2 separate regions of the Anser cygnoides genome follow, and region 1 is linked to region 2. The links are chromatin contacts, called in public Hi-C maps. All regions are on one chromosome and are shown on one strand. The core of a region is the stretch at or near the end of the contact, and the rest is flanking DNA. Distances in the headings are between cores, read along the strand shown.

Region 1 (7,006 bases), core at 458-2,957, 140 kb after region 2:
TACTGTAAGACACTAAATTAATTTATTATAAGAATATATTACTATAAGAGTTAGTGTTGAAATCATGGATCATCGAACAGAGGTCACAAATTAGCCATCTAATGTACTCTCTGGGCTTTATCTTCTGTGTTAATCCTGCAAAATGTTTTACATTTAATTTTAATGCACTCCCTAGGTCAATTTCGAGCTGCAATTTGTCATGCATCATTAATTTACAAGTCTAAACAAGTCCTGATATTAATTATTACTTCACAGCTGCCAAACATTTTATAAAGCTATAGTGATATTCCTGTTCTTCATCTCTACCTGTGAGCATCTGGCTGCTGATTTTTTGGTAGTCAGTGCTTATTTCTTCTCATCCTTTGAATCTGTTAGTCTGTACTTATTCTGAAAAATACTACAATATGAAGCAGGCAATTACGACAGTCATTCTGTAACCTTCTGTGTGGTATTTGTCACCCACTGAGATTTTCCCAGCCCTGGGAATTGTTAAGTCAATGTTGTCTCAGTTAAAGACCAGCAACTATAACTAATGTTTTCAAAGCTGGCAGAAGCTGCACTCTTAAATCCATTATTTATACCGTTTGATAAAAGTGAGCTGATTTTTAGAAACGTTAAAAAAAAAAATCCGAACGGAAATCAAAAACATGCAATTACTAGCATTCCTAATTAGCAAATAGAAATAATAGTCTATATTCACCCTCCTGTGTTTGTGTCTGGTCATACCTCCTTGACCAGGGCCATTTTGGCCCAGACACAACCTGTTACGTTAGAAAAACAGTTTTTAAGCTTGGGATTAATATTTCACAGCAGTGGCCAATGGGACACCACAATCCAGGTCCTACCAGTAAAGGTACAAGAACACATCAATTAGTTCAGACATGAATGCGAGTGGATAAAAATGCCAGACGGTAGCATGGCTCTACAAAATTGCCTACATACTTGAAGAATTTGAGAATATTTTAGCTTTAGAGCCAACCCACAGCTTTGTAAAGGATGACAAACATGTTCTAAAGGAAGAGGGGGAAGCAAACTGTCAGCTTTCCCTTACAGAACCGCCTGAAGGACGCGGTGGGAGAGCTGGAGACTCCCTCCGTCCCACAGCCAAGAGGTGGATGGCTATTCCTTTCCTGCAGTGGCTCCTTGGCCTTTCCTGCCACCCTGCCCCTCCTGCCTGACACTGCAGGACACGGAGATGAAGGCTACAAGCACGGCTCTGATCTCCCAGCCCTGCTGGTGCTGCAAGGGGAAGGGAAGGGAGGAGGAGGGAAGCTCCTGCGGTCGGGTGGGGCAGCAGCAAAGGGAAGAGGCTGCCTTCTTCACCCTCAATCCAAACACCAGCTTGCAGGAGGTACATTACCCTACCTGGGAATTAGGCTTTAGCCTACCCCACCTATTTAAGCTGCCGGGGTTTGTGTTTCCTTTGCAGCAGCAATGCAGCCCGTCCCGCCTGGCTGACCTCCAGCAGCAAGTCTACAGCTGAGAGGCTCATTACAGCACACGGTGATATGCTGTACTTTTATATCAAGAGCTGAAATAACAAACTCGGTTCATGCAGGGGGCAGAGCTTTGGACTCATCTCTGCTTGAGAGGCCTGGTTATTTATTAATTATATTTAAAGTTTTATAACAGCTTAAAAGGAATGCGAGCCAGAGGCAACACTTCCAGTCAGGCCTCCCTTGTGCAATGCTTGTGTAATTCTCTCGGTTTATTGCTGGCTTGTGCAGCTACAGAAAGCTTCAGTCTGCTCCCTTTTCTAATGCCTCCACCGGTCCCGGTGATTTCCTCATCCCTTGACACACAATCCCCAAAAGCACTACCTTCTTGTGAAATCCCGGGGCATGAGAGTCCAACGTGCAGGCCAGTGCTGGGGAAGACAGAAAATAAATAATAAAAAAAAATCTTTCCCAATCACTTTCTGAGGAAAATTTGTCTGACTCCTGCTGTCTGATACCCACCTGGTGAGATGGGAGAGAATGCTCTGAGCTGCTTCTCTGCCTGAAATCCCCCTCGCCATATCAAGCAAGGCACTCACAGGGTTGGCAGCTTGCAGGGCCCAATTTTCTCCTTCAAGACAAGCGTCCAACAGCAGTGTTAAAGGGTGGTGTAAGTCAACGAGTTCTGGTGAGTTACGTACTGAGGTACCCTAGCTCGCTGGGTTAGGAAAGGCCTTTATAAACATACGAGGTACGACTTGTCAGCGCGTGGTGCAACGCAACCATTTACTCACGATCCTTTTACGCAGGCTGAGCCTATGTGGGGCATGGATAACTACGGATGGACTCCGCCATAAAGCTGTTTGCGAAGGCATCTGGCGTCGGGCTTCAGACCTCCTCCAGGAGCCAGCCCCACAGCAGTGGGCACCTGCAGCCACCTGCTGGCTCCCTCCAGGCTCGGGAGGGCTTCCTTCCTCCTTCCTTCCTCCTTCCTTCCCCACAGGGGCATCTCTGGCAGTTCTTGCTACTTGCCCGTGTTTCTTGAGACCCTGGCCCCAATGAAGGAGAAGCTGAGAGATGAGATGTGCTGCATCCCATTAGAAAATAAACGAGGAAGCCCTTTAACCCCCCCCCCGTCCTTCCCTACTGCTGAATTTAGCTCTGCAGGAGTGCAGACAGGGAAAAGGCAGGCCTAAAGCCCGACACAAGTTCAATGTGTTGCACGTGAGCTGCAGCTCGTACCTTGATTAAATGAATTTGCATAGCCAGTATTAGTTAAATCCTAATGTATTAATGAAGATGTTAATCAATGAAGAAGTGTGCAGAAAACGAGATGCAAACTAAATAAGGCCCAGGAAGGCATGCTTAAGGGAGTGGTTCTGGAGAGGTTTTTTTCACCTTGCTGTTGGGGATAACGCCATCCTGCTTCCGCGAAGCCTTATCAAGATCAGCCGGCAAGCAACTGCTTTGATTTTACCAATAGAAGATGTTATCTGTGCCTCTTGATTTCTTTTAAATTAACACGTAACTTTCTGTAGTAATGTTACAGGTTTCGTAAACATCCTGGCAAAGGTACCAAATGTTAATTGGGCCTGCTAATCTCAGTTTAATAGGATGATCAACATCTTTTGTTTTTTCCCTTCCTGTGCCTCTGACTGTGTCATTTCTTCCCTAATCCCCACTCTTTGCTCACTGCATTTCTTCAGTTAATATGTTGATTTATTTTTTCCCTACAAAAAACACCTTCCTCTCCCACTACGCACCCCTTCACATCTCTGGCCTCTGGTGCTGTCGAAGTGAATAAAATGGAGATGCCATGTCCTCAAGCTCTCGCTGTCTGAGACCATTATGAAAAAGAACTGGATTAATGAACTGACTGTGGTAGCAATAAGGGAACACAGAAGATGGTTGGGATCTAATCTCAGACCAGTTTCAATCCCCTTCTGTCAGCGCTCCTCCACAGATTTTGTCCTAGTCATACCACTCAAAGTCTTCTTCTAAACTGAGGTTCAAGCCTGATCACCATCCTCAACCTCTCTGACTGGTCTGTTGCTCTTGGCACTACTATTAATGCCTGTGTTTTTCTACCTTGCCACGCTGGAGTTAATGACTTTCCGATGCTCTTTTTCTCTCAGTCTAGGATTTCTTTCCAAAATCTTCCCTCCCACCTCCAAGTGGAGCGTTCCCTCCAAACCTCCCGCAGTGCCTTCCCTCCCACCCTCTGTTCTCCATCCTCAGGTGACCTCTCCTGCTGACGTGGATGTAAGTATTACCTCCATGTCAACTGCCTTTAAAGTGCTTATCTACTGCTGATTGCTCTTCCGCATGTAGGTTTTGCATCTTACTGCCTCCATAGTGCTACATCCTGACAGATAGCTTGCTACCATCTCACTGGGATCCAAAAAGAAGCTCATTAAAAAACAAACCAAACAACGCAGCTTTCCTCAGCTATCTGGCTGGCAGCCAGTGTGTTTGTCAATTTTAATGTCTTTGATATTTAAATTTAGCTCTCTCTTACTGCTGATACCATTTGGCAGAAGGTGTACTTACAATATTATTCCCAAAGCTCTTTGCCAGGCATCTCTTTGCTGCACTCAAATTCTTCCCAGGAATTCACTTCTGCTTATAAATAAATGCAGGGACGAACAAGCTATCAGTGCTATCCTAATTAGCTAAAGAGATAATTTTATTGTTTTTCATTCTCCTTTCTTCTCTTTGTCTGTATGCTGTATGAAATCTTCCCTTCTAGCCAAGGACTGTCTTTAATTGTTCATGACACATCTAAGACGCTTCAATGTGCATTTGTGTTTTTCTTTCACAGAATTCCAAGGAAGAAAAAATTATTTTAGTAACAGGATGGTGTGGCTACAAACCTGCAATACTGCTATATGGTGTCAGAGGCAGATAAAGTATCTGTGTGAGGGTGTCGTACTTCTGTGTCCCAGTTTTGAGACTAGTTGGGCAAGGTAGTGCAGGTTGCACTAGAAGTTTTCACACGTTGAACATTTTGGTTTAAGAAGAGAAAGAGAAAAAAAAAGTTTTACCTGACATCTAGTCTTAGTAAGACTATTTAGACTTTTTAAATTTAGAAGACTTCAACACTTCAGAGCTGTGCAAATATTTCCTTCATGTATTTTTTTTAAGTTATGGATTATTCTTCATTGAGTCTCCTACTCTCAATTTTGAGAAAGATCCGAAAAATTACTACTCTTGGTTTAGTAGGACTTGATTCTGTAAAATTTTAAGAAATTTTAGAATGTTGAAGTTACACAACGGGATTTCATGTGATTCTGTGTCAGGCCACTTGAGTTGTATTTGGCCAAAATAGAGGTGCTATGGTTGCTTTATATATGTATACAAACATATACATACACACACACGCACACTGGCAGTTACTAAGCTGTTGCCAAAACCTGAAGATGTTTATTGTGCCTTGATACCAACACCTATGTCATTACAGCACCCAAATACTTAGAATTTCTTTTAGACAGATACCCACTGAGATTCGGGGAACAGGTTTTTGCCCCTCCTGTTTCACCTGCAGGATTTAATGTGATGTAGATGCTGACATGCGGCTCCGTACAACCATGGCTGAAAGATTTTGCCTCTTTTCCATAATTGCTCGGAAGTGAGGCATTCTCCTAGACCTAAATTCTTTTCCAGTTTCATCCCAGGACATTGGAAGCATCTAGATAAGTGCTGTAATCACCCAGGCATTCATAGATGTTCTAAACACTGTTTTCAATAAAATGCTTAACTGCTGTTGGGCGCAACACCCAACACCCTTGAATGCTCTAATGACCATACTGTAGTATCATAACTCATTTGTTTTTCTTGTCCTGCTGAATATTTGGGTATGCCATTCAAAGCAGAACTTCCATAGGGGACCAGAATATCCTGCAGCAGATGGGTAAAGTGGCAGAAGGAGGAAGGAGCTTGGATCTAAACCTCCTTCAGAATAAAAGCACCTGGATTTTGGTATCCCATATCCTGGGCACCTTATCTAGGCACCTAGGTAATTACCCTGAGCATTTAGGTAAATGGTCAGTTCTTGGCTATCCCTTGAAAGGGCTGATAACCTTCACTGTTTGAAAGGTGAGAATAGGTTCCTAATTGCACCAGGGAGTAGATACTTCAAGCGCCTGAATGGTGAGCTCTGCAAAGCCTAGTGCTGACCCCAGCCTCCTTCATGAGTTTGTCTCAAAGGAGTTTTTCCCATGAGAATTACACCTCCGTATTGGCAGAATCAGAACCTCAAGACCAAATGGATAGCAAATAGGAGGTACAATAAAGCTCCTGTTCATAAAGAGTCTTCTAACTAGATAATTAACCTTTTAAGAATGATTGCAAAAAAAGGTCTAGCTTTTCTCTTGGCCCCAGCCCTTTTTTATGCATGAAAGCCTTATTATTAAGCAGTAGAGGAAACCTGCTCCTTTTAGATCCTTAGAAATACCCAGCAAGAACTTCATCAGGGGATACTTAAATATGCATTATTAACTTTTTTGGTAAATTCGGCATATAGAAAAATTCATTGGTCTTCCCAGCCACAGCTCAAGAAAGTATTTAACTCTGAAGTTACCTATGACCTGTTCTGATGCTATCTGAATTACATCTTTTTCTTCCACATTTTGTGTTCACGATATAATCCCAAACCTGTCAAATGTAGTGGAAACTGTGCTGTTGACTCTGTTGTTCAACTGGAGATTTCTTTTCTCATGGTGCTTTATAAAAGTGTTATAGAAATAAAAACAGGAAAGTTTCAGTCTGAGAAGACTGCTTGACATGCATTAATTATTGAATGCATATTAATATTCATAAGAGACCCAATTATGTGGGAAAGTCATAGTGATCTTATTTGCTGATTAGAAAAGAAAACACTGGCATGGTATTTTTATGAAGTTCACCTTGTTAACTAAAATTTATGTCAATAAGCAAGTGCAAGGTTAAGATGAAACAGGATAATCACACTGGTGAGGTAACTGCTGATATAAAAATGATAGAAATGAAACTGAGTGCTTTTTCAGCAGGTAAGAGTCTTAAAATCATGAGATAATTTAGTTTGGAAGGACCTCTGGAGGTAGTTTGGTCCAACTTCCCCATCAAAGCTGGGCCAAATTCAAAGTTACATTCCTCAGGGCTTGTGGGACACACTGAAGTGTTAATAAAACATGAAACAGGAAATGCTTGAGAAAATGAGGTGGATATAATTAGATGTAAGAGGCTTACTTAAGGGTGGTTCTTTGGAGTTTCATCCAGGAAAAATGTTTTTTGTAGTCACCAAACTGTCATGTTTGGCCAGGCAGTGTTAAAAGCAAATGAGATAAAAGGCTGAAACCTTATCTACAATGGCTGCTTTAACTCTGATCGTAAAGGAAGGTCTCCAAATTTTTGCTAAAATAAACCTCAGGCTTCCTGTAAAAATGACGGTGATTTGGGACAGCCATAAATACAGTATGTAACATCTGGGCCTTACCTAACATCATTTTAATCTAAAAGTCAGCATCTCAAAAAAACCTTTGGATCGCTTACTGAAGGACCACTGCAGAAGATGCTCGCAGGAGATGCCTGCC
Region 2 (7,743 bases), core at 794-3,293:
TGTGCTCCTCCTGCTATGGGACCGTTTAGTTTTCACGCAGGCTCTCGCCACAACAATTGCGATGCTGTTCGACGCAGACAGTAGCGAGCTTTGTTTTTATTCCTCGGGGCCGTCTCATTCGCAGCCTGCTGCCATCTCACACGGCGACAGGCAGCTAATGGGCACGCCGTGAAGCCAGCCGCGGCGGGGGCAGGCGCCCTGAAAGCCGCAGCACCAGGGAGTGGGGCTGCATCGAGCCGCTGTGTGCTTCCAATTCCCATTTGAAAGCTGATGTTCAATGTTCCCGGAGTCTATTTAAGTGTAGGAGATGGAAACCTCGGCAAGGGGCTTTTCAATGTAGGCGCTCTTTGGATCCGCAGAGGCAGGAACCATGTCCAGGTGTCCCTGTGCACCTCCACAGTTGTGACAGCCCAGAGCCTTCGGATCACCTCTGGCAGGGTTTCTGAATGCTCAAACAGCAGCAGCAGCCTTTCAAAGTCTCACCTCCTCAGATATAACTAACCATTGCGTTCTGGGGGGCTTCAAGCAGTCCCCTGTTAAAAATCAGGCCCTAGACTGAAGGAAGTGCAGTGCAGGCCCACCTCCCTCGCTTGAAACACACCGCTCCGCTTCAACGTACTGAAGCACGCCGACGGCACCGCAGTTAAACAGAGCTTTACCTCACCGTTCCCAACCCTGTTATCTGCAAAGAATTAAAATGCTTCCTGAGAAGGCAAAAAATGGGAACTGCAGGCCTCTCGCCACACCATGATATACGAGTGCCGGGCCCATTTCCGAAGCGTTCAGCTGCCCGTGCAGGATCACGTGCAGCGCACAGGGTTTATCTCAACCCACACGGCACCAATGCTCCCGTTTTCGGAGGGCCAGGATCAGCTGGCTACATAATTGGCAGAAGGAAACCATTTTGTACCACTGCAGCAGTTTGAAAATGTCCAAACATAATGAGGGAGGGTGGTTTGGACTTGCTTTTACCCAGTTCCAGCCAGCCAGCCCTGGTGAGCGCGAGTAACATATGCTTTCTATAAATTATCACTCGGCATTTACAGTGGTGGTTAGCTTGCAGAATGAAAGGGTTGCCAACCCGCACACTCTACAAACAGCGACTGACCTTACAAGCAGCATTAATGTGTGCACGAATCCTGATATTGGATGTGCAGCTTGGTATTCAAGCACAAGACAAAAGAGTTCTCAAAATCCAGTACGATGTTTATTGCCAGAGCTGTAAGAAACCTGCCTCAGCCTCCAAACTCCTTAATGGCTTATCTTAGAAAATGGGTCCAGCAGCAACCAATTGCCCACTTACTCAAGGATAGAGCCATGAAATAGGCAGCAAGCCAAGCAGAGATAACTCGTGCTATCAACACAGACCCGGTGGCCAACAGAGCACCTGGAACAGCACTGCATCAGGAGTGGGCTAAAAGTACAGCCCGTCTCCACGCTGCTTACAGGCAGGTCCCTGGCAAAAATTCATGACGTTTTCCAGTAGTTACAATTTCCTGAAGATAAACACAGAGGCCAGATTAGCAGACTTTTCATCAAATCAGAAGTATTATGGGTGGGTGACCTGGGCTCTATTCACTGCCCTGCAGCTATTCAAGTTAAATTACTGTGCTTTGGGCTCTCCGTTTATAAAATGAGGCTATGAATTATCTGCTTCTCTGACATCTACAATAACTCATCCATTAAGGCAAACAATGCTTGGGAACGGTGTAAAGTAATACTTTGAAACTGGAGACCAGAGCCGTATTCATCAGGTTTCCCACTCAGAGAAAGTGACTTAACAAAACGCTCCTGCCAAATTTGATCAGAAAGTGGGTGATAACATCAGACGTTTCTCATAAGTAAAAGGCAGCTCTGCAAGGCAAACATGCTTTTGCTCTCACTTTCCCTGTTTTTCCTACTCCTGCCTAAGCCTGTGAAAGACCAAAAACCGTCTTCATGTAAGATAATTAAACGAAAGCCTGTGGACCATGGCACTACAATGAGGCCACTATAAAGGCATAAATGATTTTCTTTGACGCGTGCTTGTCATTCAACGTTGCAGAGAGACAACAGGGAGAGACTGTAGCGAAGAGACTCAATTGTTTTATTAGAATCATTATGTTTGTACTTAATAATGATCATAGACCAAGGAAATGACTATTTGATGAAATGTGCAGCTGTACGACTGCACAGCCTCTGTGTACGCCAAACAACTCCCTACAATCGACCTCTTATCTTCCTCCTCTTGCTTCACTGTTGAGCAACCCCAGCAGGCTCACAAGATGACTGCCTTTCAGGAAGCGCCTTTAAGGCTCCAACTTATTAACCAGCTCATCTTTATCTTCCAGGGCACAGTCCAAATGTGCCAGCCATTTCCCTCTCCTCCAAAAAGGAGAGGATGATGAAAAACGGGTGTAATACTTTTGCCATTTCAAAGTTATCGGAAGAGGCTTCCATTAAGATTAAAGCAGGAGCTGAACAGAGGCGAGATTATTAAATACACCTCCAAGCACAGAGGCTATGACAGGAAGACTAACAGTAGGACATTCAGGCTAATGGTCATTACTCAACCCTTATACAAACTCACGCTGTTAGAAGAGCAAGCAGTTTCCATCACTGATTACAGAGGGCATGGACCTTGATCTTGCACAACTGTTTATGCAGATGCCTCGATGAAACCCAAGGATGACGGGATCGGTGCCAGGGTGTCACAGCAGACAGGGAAAAAAAGGAGGGCTTTTGCCTAAAAGTGATCAGCACAGGGGTTGTAAGCAGCGTCACCGGGACAGAAACCTAAAATGGGAGCTACGGTAGCACTTCATGTTTCAGTGAGCCAGTGGCTTCCAGGTAAGGCTTTTAAGTTGGAAAAACGGACCAAGAACTGCAGACAACAGAGTGATGCTGTTCAGCATCTGCCATGCAGGAAAAGAAAACAGGACACCTTTATTCCTACAACTAAAAGCCTTTCTGAGCAGCACTTGGCAAAGTCTTGAAGGTTGCTGCTCAAAACCAGCTTAAAAAAAAAATCATTTCCTGAAGTATTTCAAAAAAAAGCTTCAATTCAGACATATTTCAGAGAAGACTGGATCTACAAATGTAGAGTCAAGGTCAAAGTCACCTCGATTTTTTTTTTAGGAGTAACTGAATTTAATAAAAGTGAAAAGCTGTGGCAGACCATTGTCATGTACCGCAGCTCTGTCATTGTCACTGCAAGGAAAAGACTGCTTGCAGTGTTTTGCAGGCTTCTGCAGAGTGCTCTTTTGGGTATGCCACTTGGAAAACCTATTTATAGAAGCCTGATATGAACTTGTCACGTTAGCTAGGAGTCCACGTAGACCAGATGATCCTGAGAAGAAAATCTATGAGGTAGTTTTTCTCTTTTGAAGAGACACTAGCATTTGTTCACAGGTGAGACTAGCAGGATCTGAAATTGCATTTGCATTGATTTTAACGGAGGAAGAAGCAGCTTGAGGCAGCACAGAAGGCAAAAGGAATATCCCTAGCACACAGCCTGCCCTGGCAACCACCAGTTTTAGGAAGTCCTGAGAACAGCCCCTGACCACGTTCCCGTCAGTACACTAAAGGATGTGCACAAAAGCTCTTATGGCTTCTTCTGGTCTAGCTCATTCCTCTGCTCAGCAGCATTTCTGCCTGCCCCAGCTGTTCTCCCAGCAGGGCACACAGGGCAAAGCCCAGCCCCATGGGAGTTAACGCGAGGGCTGCCATTACACAAGCAGGGCCAGCACTGCACCCGTGCACACAGAGTTCACTGCACAGGCTCTTCTCAGCCCCCCGGGCACATTAAATACGGTCACAGACCAGCCCTGCTATCATCTTTGGGCAATTTGGGTTCAGTCAGCCTTCAAGGCACGCAGAGAAGCTCACGTGTTGCCCTCCGCTTTTAAAAAGGGCTTACCACACATGCAAGAGGCTGGAAATGCTTTGGGGAGCTTTACATCAAGTTATTGCAGGATGTAGCGATCTGAATTTGGAGAAATTAGTGAGCCTGTCACCAATTCACCAACTTCCAAGATACAAGATGCATCACTGAACTGTGACATCGTACTGGAGAGCAGGAACGGTCCATGCAGAAGGGCTCCTCTGTTACTAAATCTGGAGATTTCTTTCAGGAAATCCCTCTCTCCTTGCAGGTGCTTGTTGCTAGTTTTTCTGAATGCAAAGTTCCACTGCCAGGTTTTAATGCCACAAAAATACAGCATCATTAGAAACAGATTTGCTTAGAAGAGCAAATACCACACTTGTGTTTTCCAAGGACTATTATTTACATTTATTTTTTGGAATACAAATAATTTCCACATTGAAAACTAGAGGGTCTAGTCAACATCTGTATTCCCAACAAAGCTGTGGCCGATATTATTGTCCATACCTTTTCCCCGTTACTTTTCTAACGTACAGCCAATCTCATTTCTGAAGTCACCCTGTGAACAGCTACGTACATCTGACAGCCTTACCCTGAGCAGACCCAACTGCGTTATGCCAAACGCTACACCCACTAACGGCTTCAGGGAGGCAGGCAACGTGAGTCATCAACCTCAAACTCTCTCCAAAAAACCGTGTGTGCTAATAAAAAGGCCTCTTTATAATGAAAAGGGGATTCCTGAAGCTGCTGAAGAACACGAGGCCAAGCCCGTGTGCCGTTTCGTTCTCATCTTGCTGGCAGCAGCCGGACCCGAGGCACAGGCTGGGCTGGGTCTGAGGAAAAGAGGCAGGGATGCTCGGCTCGCTGCACCCAGAAGATGCTCACTGTGTGCTCCAGATGGCCAGAAGATGAAGGCTCAGTTCAAACCTTTTAGACAGCCAGACCCATTGATCTCAGTACCTTCATGAATCCGACTCTAAATGAACATTTAATGTCAGCGCGACGTGTGAAGAAGGCAGTAATTCAAAATCCCTGTGTTTTTCTGAAGTACAGCTCTTTATTTCGTCTGGGCGAAGCTATGAACTGCAATGTAATCTGATTAGACTGCAGCAACATTCAATGAGGGGAAGGGATAATACACTTACAGCAAATGGGCTGGAACACCAAGCGCAATTCCACCGCGCGCTCACATCACGCGCGCTGTGCTGCTGAACCTGCAGCCTCCACCGAGACCACGAGGAGCCGACGTCTTTCTTCCCTTTGAGTTGAGCTGTCAGCCCGGCAAACACCTCTGGCTCCAGAAGTCAAAAGCTCCTTCGCTCAGGTCTCCCAACCACCTGTGCTGCCGACGGCAGCCCAGCCAGGATTTATTTCAGCTACGGCCAAATGGCTGCTGCCTCCAAAACACAAAATGAAGCGCGACCGGGACAAGCAGGTGCAAAAAGCAGAAGAAAAAAAAAGTATTTTTAAATCCAAGTCAGCAGATCTAACTGAAACCCCACAGCAAGCAGATCTGCAGAACAAGGCAGTGCTATTTTTACACTGCTGTCACTTCTTCCAGCAGAGCACGACTTGGTGAACGGAGGGGAGGATCACGGAAGGACGCAGGGAGGCCAAAATCGTGTAACGCTTCCTTAAGAAATTATCAGTTCAAGAAGATTTAGAGAAAGGCTGTAAAGTCTCACCTAGAGATGCAGAGATACGGTGACACCAACCTGTCAGAAGGCCCAGGGCACATGGAAGCAAGCACAGTGCCTTACCGTCCCCGTCAGGGATGGATGCCCTCCTGACGGGGCAGGCTCCTGCCCTCGCCCAGTGCTAGCCATATCTACATTAACTGGTATGTAAGGGGGCTTCAAAAGGCAGCAAAACCTTCTGGTGCTTTCTCCAGGTGGCTGCCCTGTGTGTTCCAAAGGCCATTTAAAAATTGTCTCCTATATGGACTGAAATATTCCTGACTCAACTTCATCCCCCATGATTTATTCACGAATGCATTTATCCAAACTCATTTCGACACAGCCTGGTGGAAGACTGGAGACTACACAGTCTTTCCAGACTCACCCTTCAAAAACTGAGGAGACAAATCAGCAGAAACACGGAGAACCTGCCCATCACTTTCACTGAATAGCGGATGATGAAAGGACACGAGTCCAAGGCCCTGGTGTTTGCAATCACCCAGATTCCCCCCAACCTCGTTTTGCCCAGTGCTGTATCTAAAGACAGTTGTTGTGCTGTTCATCATGTCAATTCCCAAACAGTTAGTTTTGTCCTCGCTGATATGCCCTTTTATTTTTTGGCAGCATCCTGCTTATTTCCAACTTCAGCTTCATCAACCTTACGCTGATATAATGAGTTTTCACAAAAACAAGGGAGAGTATCACCGCACGGATCTGACACCAGCTGGCTGCTTAAGCCCACAGTATGAAGGAATTTGATACACAACACTGAACTTGCTTTAAAAGAAGAACAAAAGGGGGGGTGGAAATACTCCACCTGTTACAGAAAGTGAAATGAGGACGGTCATCTCCAAACAGAGAGGCCAGAACTCTGCAATTTTGGCCACGCACTCGATAAATGCACACTCAGAAAGACAGAGCAAAGTCTAAATTTTTGGGTTTAGAAGAGGTATTGACATTTTCTCCTTTACTTGCAGTGATGCAAGCTCCACATACCAACCAGGCTGCACGCAGCTCAGGTCAGACAGCTAACAAACACAGCACCATGCTCCCTGGATCTTTGGCTGCTTCACATGCACAGATTCCTGTGCTCTGCAGGCAAACTCCTGCTTATCCCACAAATCCTTCCAAACAATCCGAGCTGTCACGCTGAACCTGGAGCGTGCCTGCTTAAACCACGGAGAGTACAGCAGGAGAAAAGCTCCGAGAGTTCTTTGATTCACTAAAAGAAACAAGCGCATCTCGTAGAAAAGATCAAATGAAGCTGCAAAGTTGTTCAGCACCACAAGCATGGCATTCGGGCGTGCAGCAAGACACTCAGCACTGCTGACTGGCATGCAAACGCCAGGCACGTGCTTATCTCTTTCTGTAAGGACAGAGCAACTGGATTTCTTCTTCTGAAGAGGCCCCGCTGGACTACGGTGAACTGGTCTCTGACTGCTGGGACAGCAGATGCACATAATTTTGCCGTACGTTCCTGCTACAATGCACGCACATGCAATGCGCACCAGGTCTGTAACACATGTGCAAGGAGGGCACGGTTTAAAATATCACCCAACCTCCCTCGGTAAGAACAACTGCAAGGAGCTTCAGGAAATCTAGGTTTGAGACAAGGGAAGAGACTAGAAATCAAGAGACAGAAGGAAAACAAAGACAAATTAAGAACAAGCCTTTGCAAATCCTGAAATTTAAGCCTTGAAAGGGGAGCAGAAGCTGTCCTGCGCCCACAAAAGTTGCTTTGCAGCGCTGCTTGTCAATCTCTTTAGCCTTTGCCTCGCTGCAGCACAAAGCACCTTTTGTGCCTCCCCCCATGCCGCAGCCGCTAGGAGAGGAGCAGGAGGGGATTCCGCCGGAGAAAAGCCCGTGGGTCCGAGCTGCTCCCTTTCAAATACTGGTGCAAAGTGTTTGGTTAGCTGTCCTTTCCTGAAGCACCTCTTAAAAACAAAAAGAAAACAAAAAACCAACACAGAAACATAAACCAGCTCAGGCTGGGAAGGAGCTCGGGAGGCCGCGTGGTCTGCTCAAGATGGGGCCAGCTTCGAGGAGGTTCCTGGGGAGCTCGTCCAGTCTGTCCCTGAGCACCACTATGGGACGAGATACCTGGGCTCCTCTTACAGTTGCTGCCTGGTGCCACTGTCAAAACTGTTTTCCTTACCTAAAGTCCAGAGTTCACTGTTGCAGCAGTTCAAAACCACATTTTTCCAA

What was found. Hi-C and Micro-C count contacts between places; a contact is called where the count stands out from the background.
Region 1: a contact with region 2 is called in a Hi-C map of liver, with 2.6 times the contacts expected there. The contact joins two enhancer-like sites. A contact is called at or near these places in 4 of 7 Hi-C or Micro-C datasets (granulosa cells and liver).

What each region holds. Positions count from the first base shown.
Region 1 is chr2:152,083,339-152,090,344 of Taihu_goose_T2T_genome, forward strand. No RefSeq gene overlaps it. Among named protein-coding and RNA genes, the nearest start is that of SQLE, 21 kb to the right of the region's middle. Within about 2 kb of position 1,708, at least 3 of the 3 cell types and tissues checked have open chromatin away from gene starts, as enhancers often do. A contact at or near this core is called in liver, where this site is marked.
Region 2 is chr2:151,945,343-151,953,085 of Taihu_goose_T2T_genome, forward strand. All of the region lies in intron 4 of MTSS1 (MTSS I-BAR domain containing 1), which reads right to left. Among named protein-coding and RNA genes, the nearest start is that of TATDN1, 49 kb to the left of the region's middle. Within about 2 kb of position 2,044, at least 2 of the 3 cell types and tissues checked have open chromatin away from gene starts, as enhancers often do. A contact at or near this core is called in liver, where this site is marked.